Regions from separate parts of the Gossypium hirsutum genome. Here region 2 is linked to region 1. Evidence: chromatin contacts called from public Hi-C data. All regions are on one chromosome and are shown on one strand. Each heading gives the region's core, a stretch centred on a gene start, on an enhancer-like site or on the middle of the called end of the contact. The rest is flanking DNA. Distances are from core to core; before and after follow the strand shown.

Region 1 (6,579 bases), core at 1,266-3,765:
ACTTGATAAATCACAAAGCCAAATGGGGTTTTAAAAATAGAAAAATCTATTAAAGTAGTGAATGTATTAATATACATAAATTTAAAAGTAAGTTCATGTGAATTCGTATAGAAAATGATAATACGTATAGGTTAAAAAATGTATGTAAGTCAAATACATATGCTATTATGGGCAAGTATAAAAATAATCTATATAAAACATATATATAAAACATATTATCATAGCAAAAATACACATTAAAATACATGGGTCTAATAATATATATAGACCAAATATAGATAACGATAAAAATATATAATAATTTAAAGGATATGTTATGTAAGATTATATAATAAAATATAAGAATAAATTCAAAAGAAGCCATATGTATAAAATGATACAAGGTTAAATATATATATGAAATAAAAAAAATTAACTTTGATATAAAGTATATGTGTATATATAGTAGTGTATGTAAAAAAACATTACAAAAGTGATTAAAAACGAAATCAAATCATTAAAATAACTTATAATATAAAAAAATAAACAAGGATAAAAAATATTGGATGTGTCTTAAAAACGATAATAAACCATAAAATGAATAAATAAAAAAAGGAGACTCAATTGAAATTGAATTAAAATAAGAGAGACAAATTATAAATGAAAACAACTGCCAAAATAACAAAAGGGACCAGCGTATGATGTATACAAATATATGAGGACCAAAACTGGAATTATTCCGGACTCCAAAACGCTATGTGCAAATACGGACTAAAGCGCGAACGTATGCAAATCACAAGAGCAATTTTAAGAAAATGAAACATAAGCGTGGGCTGATTGAACTGAAGCGCGAAAGGAAAGGGACCGATATGGAAAATAACCCCTCACCACGAAAATGCGCGAATCTCAGGGGCATTCGGATCGGGTCCAATTGGACATGGCTTGTACGGTGTCGTTTTTAGGGCTATCAGACCATGCCTTAGACGACGTCGTTTCCCTCTGTAAGTTAAAAAGAAAAAGAAAAACCTAAGACACTCCTAAGCGCCGCAGCAGACAAATGATGGGAAAGGGGAGGAAAAACCTAAGTGCCCCCCTCTTCTTCGTTCTGCTAACCGACCATCCTCATTCCACCATTGAAGTTGGTAGGCGATGGCACGTAGAGGAACCATCTTATCTCCCCACTTTGGTCCTCGTATAGAGACTGAGTTTTAGCCTCGAGAGATCGATTCCGAGCTTTGATTTTTGGCGAAGAGGAAATCGTCCCCAATGGCTCGTTCGCGAAGGTAAGCCCTTCTTTTCTTATTCTTTGATCTCTTAACAAAACAATGAAGATAGGCTTAACGAGAAAACGAATCAACTCGTAGAAAACTAAAGCAAAAAACCTAGAAGAAAAACCAAAGAAATCACCTTTTGTTATTTCTTTCTATTCAATATGTGAATCAGCTCTTTTTTTTGTGTGAGTATATTGCCTTTTTTAGAAAAGGAGTTTCCCCCCGTTACAAATAAAAGAAAAATGGCTTTATAGCCGAAATCAAATGAAAAAATACAAAGAAATTCCTTGCTATTTTTTCTTTGCTACCATTTGCTGTTGTCCTACTGTCATTTTGTTTGTTTTTGTTTATAGGTGCGGAGCAAGGCGCGTGTACGGGGGTCGTATTGGCGCTTGGCGTGGGTGTACGAGGGCTGTTGACGTGGAGGCACGAGCGTACGGCGCTGGGGGTGGGGCTCGTCTGTGGTTGCGGCGCGGAAGTGATGAGGACGCTGTAGGGTTTCCTTTCTCAGAACACTGGGCCCAACGGGCTAGTAATTGGTATTGGGCTGTAGGGCACATTAGTTATTGGGTCACTGGTTATGTAACTGGGCTTTAAACATTTAATGGACTGTTATAATTTTTATTTATTTTTATTTATTTTTATTTTGATTTTTTGGTTGTTGGGCCCGGGCAGAATTTGGGCCATACACTAGTTCTTCATACAAATTACAACCAAGGATGTGACTCATGTCGTTGTTTCTCTTTCAAACGTTCACTGCACAACTTATGAATTGCTTCCCCTAACTTGGTCAAACCACGAACAATATTCTATCTAACCAACGAGCCTCTAAAGCGTACATCTCCAAGAGATTCAACCCACAATTCAAGGTTTGATGTATTGGCTCCACAAATCTATAATAATTATCAAATGTTCTCGCGCCCTCCTTGATCACATAGCTAGATTATGCTTATCAGATTAGGTTTGGGAGCAAAGATACAGTTGTAAGTTCTTCTAAACACCCGAGGTCTACTCTATTGAATATTGAATATTGTAGTGACCAATTTTGGCCCGGGCCTGCTAAAAAATCCCAAACCTATATATAAAATAAATAAATAAATAATAATAAAAAACCACAGTCCAATAGCTAAGCCCATACCGAATACAAGCTAACCAGCTTAAGTGTAAAACCTTAACCCAAAACTCGTATGGCCCAATAGGCCCAAGGTCTAAAACAAAAGCCAAGGCAGAAACCCTAGTAGCCTTGGCTTGCGCCACAGCAACCCCAGCAGCCTTCAGGCGCCGTACAACTCAGCCTCCAGGCCTCCAACAGCCACGTCAACAGCTCTGTACGCCCCAGCCTCCTGGCGCCACGCCCGTACCCCGTACTCTGTACCTTTAAACGAATGAGGCAAACACAGCAGTGAAAAAAAACAAAACAAAGAAAATGTTGTATTTTGATTTATTTTTCCTCTTTCTTTCCGGCTATAAAGCCAGATTTTAACCTGGTAATAAAGGACATGTTTGAAAACGCAATACAAACAGACACTATTTGCATATTGAATACAAAGAAAAGGCCACCAAGATTCGAAGGTGATGTTTCCGATTTAGATTTGCAGGCGTTCCCTTTCTTTTGCTTGTTCCTTGTCTTGTGTTCTTCTTTATTATTCGAGAGTAAATAAAGTAAAGAAAAAAGGGACTTACCTTCACATGCGAGCCACTAGAATCCACCATCTTTGTCGGCGTCGAAGGGTGAGAGGATTCCAAGGCCAAAATTCGCAGACCACGGCGCGGGAAACGAAACAAGGGCACAAAAAGGGCACCATCGAAGCGCCATTCACCATATGTGAGAATAGAACAAGGGCTGAACAGCGCAAAAAATGCTAGGGTTCCCCTTTCTTCATTACTTAAGCCAGATGGTGTGACTTTGGGGCCCCTTTTAAGCAACCAAAAAGGGTACCGTTTGGGCCTGTGTCAATGGCTCCAAAACGGTGCCATGTATATAAGACCCGGTCGACCCGATTCCCAGCCCCTATGACCCGCGCATTCTGGCGGAGAGGGGGTAATTTCTCTATAGGCCCTCCCTTTTTGTATGGGCATTCAATATGGCCTTATTTATTTCGTTTTCCTTCTTTTTAATTTGGCTTTACAATTTACGCGTGTTTGTAATTTAGTCCGCGTTTTAATGCTGCATTGTGAGGACCGGTATATTTCCAGTTTAGATCCTTCTGCATTATCGCGCCTCGCGCATTGGTCCATTTTTTTCATTTGTTCCATTTTCTTAATTTCCCCCTCTTGTTTTAGTTTAATTTTGATTAAGTCCTTTAGTTCATAGCCCTTTTGTGTGTTCTTAATTAATTATTTTTTAATTTTAGGTCATGGTTATTCCATTGTTATAAACTGTTTTCTCTTAACAATGTTAACATCATGTTTTATACATTTTAAATATTTGTTTCATTTATATTATTATATATGTATGTATATATTATAATAATGATTATCTATTTTTATACATAATTGCTTTTGACTCTATATATATATCTTTGCATGTCAATATATTTCTTTTATTATTCAAATATGTTTTATATATGTTTCACATAGGATTTAAGTTATTTTGTATCCATTTATATTAGTACATGTATTTGATTCATACACATTATTAAGGATGTATATACCTTATCTATGAATTTGCATGTACTTACTTTTAGACACATATATTTATATATTAATATGTTTATTACCCTAATAGACTTCTTATTTTAAAATACTTTTCGTTTTATGATTTATTAAATATTCTCTATATATATATGAAATAATTCTTGGAAACTTCTTTTTTGTATACTTATAAAATTATTATTTTTGAGTGTATTTATATATCATATTATTTTTGTGTTTTACATATAGCATATTATCTAAATATTATGATATAAGGGTATGCGTATAACTCTTAGACTATTTTAAAATTTTATATATGTCTTATTATTAATCTCATGCCCCTTTTTTTTATAAACTTGCATGTACATATGTTTCATAAATTTATTTTGTGCATTCTTTAGCATTATTTTGCATCATATTTTATCTAAATTATCATACTTTGCCAACTTTTAAATGAATTTGCATTTTAATCATTTTACATACGATTTAATTCAAACTTTCATTTTCTAGTATCTATTTCAATAGTTATGTGTGTTCCAAGTTTTTATTCAAGCTTGTCAACTTATATAGCATGAGTTTGTTAATCTTACACCATTTCGACTTCTAAATTCCATTTTGTTTTGCATATACTTTATTGGTTGTTTTATATATATACATATACATTCCTTGCATGGTATCCATCTTGTTAATTATTATTCATACATGATCAAAATTAGGTCACAATTTTTAGATTAATTGCTTATTCTTCTATTCAATCAATACTCTTAATCATTAAGCATCGTATCATCATATGTGCCTTTACCCCATATCATCGTTTCACTTGATTTTTGAAAGGTGATTCTCTAAAAACCCAAATTTTATGGTTAATTTCGTCTTATTTCAAATCGAATTAACATGTCTTCAACTAGTTCTATAATTATTCATTCAAAAAATTTTCAAAACGAAGACGAAGTTCGATATTTAGCAATTCGAGGAATCGTGCCCTAACGTGTTGGGTTACAATTTTGCGTTTGCTTAAAATAACCGGGCTTCCTTTCAAAATTTCACTCATATCTTTTAAAAATCCTTTAAAAATGAAGGTAATACTCAGTGTTTGACAATTCGGGAATCATGCCCTATCGTGCTGGGTTGTGATTTCTCGTTTGTTCAAAACAATCGAATATTCCTTTAGGCTTTCACTCGTGTTTATAAAAAAACCTTCCAAAACGAAGACAATACTCGATGTTTGATAATTCGAGAATCGTGCCCTATCATGTTGAGTTGCAATTTCCCGTTTGTTCAAAATAATCGAATATCTCTTCGAAATTTCACTCGTATTTTCTAAAGTGAGGCAATGTTCGATCTTCAGAAATTCGAGGAATCGTGCCCTACTGTGCTGGGTTTCGATTTTTTGTTGGACCAAATAGTTGGGCAACCTTTTGTCAATTTCAAATTATAAACTTTCGGACTTCGAAACAAGAAGATTTTTGGCAACCAACTCGGGCTATTCAATTGTTATTAAAAAAGAACCACCTTTCAAAAACATTTTTAATTTTAGACATAAGGACAGTATTTAATCGATTTGGTACCAATTTTGGGCGTAGTGAGGGTGCTAATCCTTCCTCATGCGTAACCGATTCCCGAGCCCGTTTTCTAAAATTTTCGTAGACCAGAGTCGTTGTTTTAATAAGTCGCAAATGTTTTATTAAAATAACCAAATTCTTAGGTAGTCCGGTCACACCCAATACAAAAAAATCGATGGCGACTCCCTTATTTCTGTTTTTTAAAGTCGATTCCCCCATTTTTTATTAAATTTAAAACTTTAAAATTTTTTTAAAAAAAAGGGATGGTTTCGACAAGTTATATCTAGCTGCATTATCCTTTTCAGGTGTCCAAGTGATTTCTAGTTTGGGAGTTGAAACACCATTAACCTGAGTGAATGGAGATTTCCAACCATTTAAGATTGCGTTCCATACTTTCTTATCGATGACTTTTTAAAGGTCCTCATATTTGTTGTACAGTAAGCATTGTTTGAGCAATTGAGTTTAGGTGGCTTGAAAATTGATTGAGCTTCCTTCCATGTTTTAGCAACTAACCAAAGGTTCTCGCTAAATTCGTCCGATGTCTAGCTTTAACACCTATTAAAAGTCTTGAAGTTATTAAATAAGTTGTTTTATTGAGTTACTTAAGTAAAATAATAATAATATAAGAGATTTTTTATGCAGTTTAAACACAATTCTACACCTACAAAATATTCTCAAAAGATAAATCACTATAATCTTTATTTTATAAGAGATGATTTAAATCTAACTTAATTGTAGTGATTATAAAACAATTATACTCACAAATGTTGATCTCAATGAACAACAGTATACTCTCTTTGTTCTACACATAATACTCTACAGCATGCCATCAATAGATAGTCGTCTATTAGAATACTAGTAATTTGCTGCAGATAATTACTTAAAATATTGCACAAAATTAATCAAAAATTGTTAATTAAAAATAAACAAACCCAAGCAAAAATAATTGCCATTGAGAGTTACAATTGAGGTTTGCAACTTGGTATGCAAATAATTTTAATTAATTAAATTTTATAAAAAAATATTTAAAATTGACAAAATTTTTAAAATATACTTCTTCAATTTTTTTTATCAGTAATACATTTTAAATAAAAATAAATCAAAAATAATTTTCTTTATCATCAAAAGTCAAT
Region 2 (6,149 bases), core at 632-3,131, 68 kb before region 1:
AGACATGGGTGAAATTCTAAAGGAACCTTCGATTACTTTGAGCAAACGAGAAATTGCAACCCAACACGTTAGGGCACGATTCCGCGAATTGCCAAATATCGAATATTACCTTCGTTTTAAAGAATTCTTAAATAATTGTGAAACTAGCTTAAAATGCATTAATTCGATTTGAAATAAGACGAAATTAATCATAAAAATTGGGATTTTATAAAACCACATTTCAAAAACCAAGTGGAAAACGATGATATGGGGTAATATACGTACGCATAAAATACGACAATGGAAGAGTGGAGGTAATGCAATTTATTTAATCAACTAACAAGCACTTAAGCAACTAAGTATAGCTAACTTGGAAATACAACTCAATTTCGACCATGCATGGAGAATAATTAACATGACAATAAATAAATAATATGCAACGACAACATACATGGCATAATAACAAATGATTACTATTAGTCGCACGAAACAAAATGCAAATCGAAGAAGCAATATGGTATAAAACTATTTTAAACAATGGTAAGTACGCGATGCACACTATATGAATTGATGGATTGATAAATTAGAAACTATTTATAAAAACAAACTTGGTATATACATGCAATCATCAAAACATATATTGTAGAATGAACATTTTTAAAACACATAATGCATAAGTTGAAAAATTTGCATAGAAACTAAGAATATATAATTACCGAAATAAATATTATAGAATAGAAGTTTGAATCAAATTGCATGTAAAATAATTTAAACACAAGTCCATTTAAGAGTTTACAAAATATATGATAATTCAAATAATATATAATATGAAAGGATAATAAAATACATGATGAGATGTAATTCACAAAATAGATTTACAAAATATATGCATAAATAACTTTGAAAATAATCATTCGTAAAAAAACATAGAAATACATACGAGATTAAGTTAATTTTATAATAAACTATGTAATGGATTTAAGAACATGCTTATATAAATATGTATATCAAGAAAACTGTGTGTGTAAAATACATAGATTTAATAGTAATATATATACCAAATATAGGTATCGATAAACATATGTACTTACGTAATAATAACCTAAAAAATATATTATGTAGGATCATGTAATAATATATAAGAATAAATTTAAAAGGAATTATGTATGTAAAATAATATAAGATTAATAAAATGCATAAAAAGAATTAACCTTCTTATAAAGTGTATATGTATGTATATATAAAAGAACATTTTAAACAAACAAATTTAAAAGAAAATAAACAAATAGATATATATAGTTACATGTAGAGATATATTTACATATATAAATGAAAATATGAATAACAAACTAAAACCATGCAAAACTTAATAAAATACTCCAAAATAATATATTAAAAGGTGAATAATAAGTAAATTTTCAAAAATAAAAGGGTTTCAAAGAATAAAATATGCTGAGAGTAATGAGTAAATAAAAAGAAACTCAATTGAAACAAAAATGAAACTAAAAGGATAATTAATAAATACAATAAATTACTGAAATTAGAGGAAGGACCAAAGCTTAACGCGTGCAGACTCATAGGGGTTAAAACTGGCAATATACGAGATCCCTGAGTGCTGCGTTGAAGGGTGGATCGAATTGATTTCACTTGTAAATTAAATGTATAAATTAAAAAAACAAAGGGAAAAGCTGGTAGAACTCAATCATGACACAACGCCGAACAAGTGGACTTAAGGTGCAAATATCCCTTTCTGACCTAACACATGGGTCTTAACCAGGCGTGGGTCGGGTCATTGGGTGAAAGCCACCACACGACGCCGTATCTAGACCGTTAAAATTGGTCAAAACGGCGCCGTTCCCAGTCTCTTATATGGACTAAACCAACCGAATCAACAAGCACCCATTCTGCCTATTTTCAAATCCCTAATCCCCTTTGCTAAATGCCGATTCATCTTCATCGTGTGGGACTCTTCGAGCCTGAGGGAATCTTAGCCCGAAATCCCTCCTCAACTTCGATTTCGACGAAGAAGGGAGAAGAAAACCATGGCTCGCTTGCACGGTAAGGCTCCTCTGTCACCGTTCTTTTGTTTATTTTTCTTTAAAACAGTAATGGTGAATGACCCAAACTAGAAACGAAACGATGCATAGAAAACTAAAAGGATTCGAGGAAGAAAGAAGTCACCTCTGCTTTTTTGTATTCTCTGTGCGTATATTTTCGTTCGTAACCGATTACAAGGATTGAAATCTCGGCCTTATAGCCGAAAAAGAGAGAAAAGAAATTTAACAAAATAATCATACAATATTTTTCTTTTGTTTGTATTTGCTGTTGTTGCTTGTTTGTTTCTCTGCAGGTGCGGATGTGCTGGCGCGGGCGTGGCTGCTGGACGGTACGGAGCGTACGGCGCTGGCATCGTACGGAGGTGGTGGCGCGCGTGGGAGGCTGAGGCGCAAGCAGGAACTGCTAGGGTTTCTGTTCTAAAATTTTTGGGCCATTTGGGCCGATGTAATTTTGAGGTTGGGCTTGTATTAGGTTATTTTTTTGAATTTGGGTCATGTAACTGAGCTATAGGCCTGTTGGGCCTGTTCTTGTAGTTGGGCCACTAGTTTCTGTAATTGGACTGTAAGGACTATTATAATATTTTTTGATTTTTTTTGTTTTGTTTTTTGTTTGCTCGGACCAGACAAATTTGGCCCACTACAAGATTATTTATCAAAATGGTATATTTGATACATTACTTTACCGATATCCATTCGGCCCAACCTGATATCCATCCATTACCTGATGGAATTACCTTAATTCCAAGATTTAAGTTCATCCTATCCATAAAATCACTCCTCGAAAACTGCCTTCCTCCCTTAGCACTATTTTCTTTTCGTTGACCTGCTTTGATTGCGAGAGCACTATTTTCTTCCTCCTTTCGAGTAGATGCCACACATCCACCCTCACTCGAATACATATATAGCTACTAACACCATTAGCAATTGATTTAGCATATAAGCAACAGAACTCCCAATGAAATCTCCAAATTGCTTGACTATTGTTTCAGACATTAATCCATGCAGGATATCATGAACTTAACCTAAAAATCTGAAAAAAAAATAATAATAAAGGAACGGATCTTCCTTGTCTTTAAGCTTGCGGAAATTAAGAAGATGGTTATTAAACATCTATGGAGCACTATTCACTACTCTATACAAATCTACTTCGTAATGAAATCAGGATAGATACCTTTTCTTTCCTTTTCTTTCCACTTCCGTTATCGAAACCCCACCCGATGGATGCCAAAGATTTACTAAAGTTATTTGCATAGATTGAAAACTCATCACACTAGTATTTAGAAAACACTGACTAAATAGAGAACAGTGGATAGATCTATCATTATAAAATCCAAATTAATCTGCCACGCTTCCTCCTCACCATCATCAATATGCAAATTTGCTAACACGTTCTCCATCTCCTTCGCTAGCGATCGAAATATTCCACTAATCTAGAAAAAAAAAACATAAAAGCAAATGAAAAATAAAACATGTTACTAAAACAAACAAAACGTGCTACGAAAGGAGACTATATTTAAAAAAAAATAAACATTTAACTCTCAATAAAAACCAAAATACAAGATTTCTATAATACTTTAACCTATGTATTTTTTTTTTCCGACTTAACTGAAAAACACTTGAGAGCATTATAATCTCATCTGTGCAGTGAATAGAATAATAAATTTATTACGTTTGTATTTCTTTTATATCTCTCCTTGTTATATAAAACTAAAAATATATTAATTCTCCAATCTAAAAACATATTAATCCTATTTATAAAGTTACAATTTTTCATTTATATAAAGAATTGACAGATCATAAAAATAAACTATGTGGAAACTCATCATGGCATCTATATATAATGATATTTCTTTATAAACTTACAAATTTTCGTTATATCAAAATATGACTGATACGATGATATGTTGTTTTACTTAATTGTAGCTTCCCGACCTACGACAAAATTTCTTTATTTTTCAAAATTTGCTATTAATTTATTTATTTATTAATATATGTATTTTAATATAGTTAATTTCAGTTTTTATAATTTTTATATTTATCAATTTTAATCTTTATATTTATCAATTTATTTGGTTAAACTATGCTATTATTTATGTATAATGCATAAAATTGTTGACTTAATACATGTTCTCCAATTGTATCATTGATGGTTCTTATACTTTTTCGAAATTTAAGTCTCATTAATTGATTTTTTTATAATATTATAAAAAATAATAAGTTGACATAATAACACACAAAATAATATATTTGCAGTATAAAATTTAGAAAATGGCATAATTTAAATAATTTGATTAAGATTGAAATTTTAAAAATTAAAACAAAAAAGGCATAGTAGAATGATGAATAAGTAGAATATAACTTTTCTTTTTATTGGCTAACAACACGTGCATAAGAAAATGATATTTCATCATAAGAAGTGCCTTTTATAACCAATGTAACTATATGTTTAAGAAAAACTCTTGTATAATAGTATATAATTCATAAAAATGATTTATAGATAATTTCATATTACTAGTTTTTAAAATTATAATTAAATAGTTTATTTATTTAGATAAATAAATAAAAATAGCCAAATAAATAAATAAAAACATATGGTAAATAGTAATTATTTTTAAAAAAAAATTAAGAGTGAATAATATAAAGTTTTATTCCCATTAAAAATTGACTATCTATTTAATAGTGAAGTTTGGACCTAAAAGGGCGGTAACTCAAAATAAAACAAAAGTTGACATAATTTAAAACATTACAATGACTTAAAAGAACCTCTTACATGTGGCACACAAAACACTTCCTATAACAAAAACAGATTCTACACAATTCAACAAACTCACCAAACAAAGAGATACTAATAGCTCTTAACAACCAAAATCCCTCAATGTATTAAAAAAAAAATCCTTCAAATGATACTATTACGCCACATAAATTGGCTTCTAGAAAAATATTCTAGACACAAAGCTTTTACGTATACTCTAGCTTCTTGAGTAAAAAAATCCTCTAAAGGATGCAATTAAAATTCTGGGTCAACATCCTTAATCTACGCACTTACTCTACTCACTTACTGGTATATTTTGCTCATATTAATTGGTCTTCGACATGCCATTTTATAACATGTATTATACCAAAAGGGGACTATTGTAATACCCACTAAAAATGGAAAATATCCATTTAATAACCTAGATAGAGCCCAAAAAAGCTCCGACTCAAAATAAAGCAAAAGCTCATAGAGCTTAAAACTTTATAGTTTTGACTTATATGAAGTAGTGATTAAAACTCTTGTCAGATATTCGTTTGACACCAATTAAAACCGTGTGACACTATCCCCCACCACTAATATTGGATAAAAAAACTTTGCAAACGCTCAAAGAGCTTGTACACTAGTGTTAACCATTGTCACATTGCACATAAATGTTCCTTCTATAACATACGAAGATTCTACACCTTTCAATAAGCTCACATGATAAAGAGATGCTACCACCTCTTAATGACCAAGGTTGTTACCTCAACTAAGGATCGCTACAATAACATATCTAGGTAGTCAATTGTTGATCTGTCATAATTTGATACATCAAATTAGGCTCTTTAGAAAACTTGATGAGTTTTTTCTCAAGCAATTTATGAGTTTAATCTATGCTTTTTGTTGATTTTTAGTTGTTAGTATTAATGATTATTTTTGTTTAGTTTTAACCCTTTTGAGACCCAAATTGACAAAATGGTGTCATTGGGAGTTTAATGGTGTATTTGAGTTTGTGTAAGAAGACAACTACTGCCAAACCTTGAGGAAAATTGCATCTGTAGTGGGTGTCAAGACACTAATACCAGGATCTTGTGACACTAAGCCTCCATAACTTCATAGGACCAAAAATTTAATGAGAAACCAACCTGGAGCAATCTGTCGAGGATGTCGCGACACTAGGTGTGCTGTGACACCGAGCCCAAGATTGCAACTTCATTGCCGATGTTGAACTGAAGGAGCTAGGGCCATTGTGAGGATGTCACGAAACCAGCTAGTCTATTTCATGACATCGAGAACCCTCAAAGCCAACACTATGCCACTAAAGAGGGTGTTGTGACACCAACAACTGGGTATCATGACATTGAAGTCTGACAGGATGA

What was found. Hi-C and Micro-C count contacts between places; a contact is called where the count stands out from the background.
Region 2: a contact with region 1 is called in a Hi-C map of hypocotyl, with 2.7 times the contacts expected there. The contact joins the promoter of LOC107889150 here to the enhancer-like site in region 1. A contact is called at or near these places in 3 of 34 Hi-C or Micro-C datasets (hypocotyl and leaf).

What each region holds. Positions count from the first base shown.
Region 1 is chrA09:63,292,602-63,299,180 of Gossypium_hirsutum_v2.1, reverse strand. No RefSeq gene overlaps it. Among protein-coding and RNA genes, the nearest start is that of LOC121206113, 20 kb to the right of the region's middle. Within about 2 kb of position 2,515, at least 9 of the 9 cell types and tissues checked have an H3K27ac peak or open chromatin away from gene starts, as enhancers often do. A contact at or near this core is called in hypocotyl and leaf, where this site is marked.
Region 2 is chrA09:63,360,863-63,367,011 of Gossypium_hirsutum_v2.1, reverse strand. LOC107889150 reads left to right here and starts at 1,881. Exons shown (of 2, transcript XM_016813487.2): 1 at 1,881-2,037; 2 at 2,330-2,631. The coding sequence starts at 1,919. The coding sequence ends at 2,540.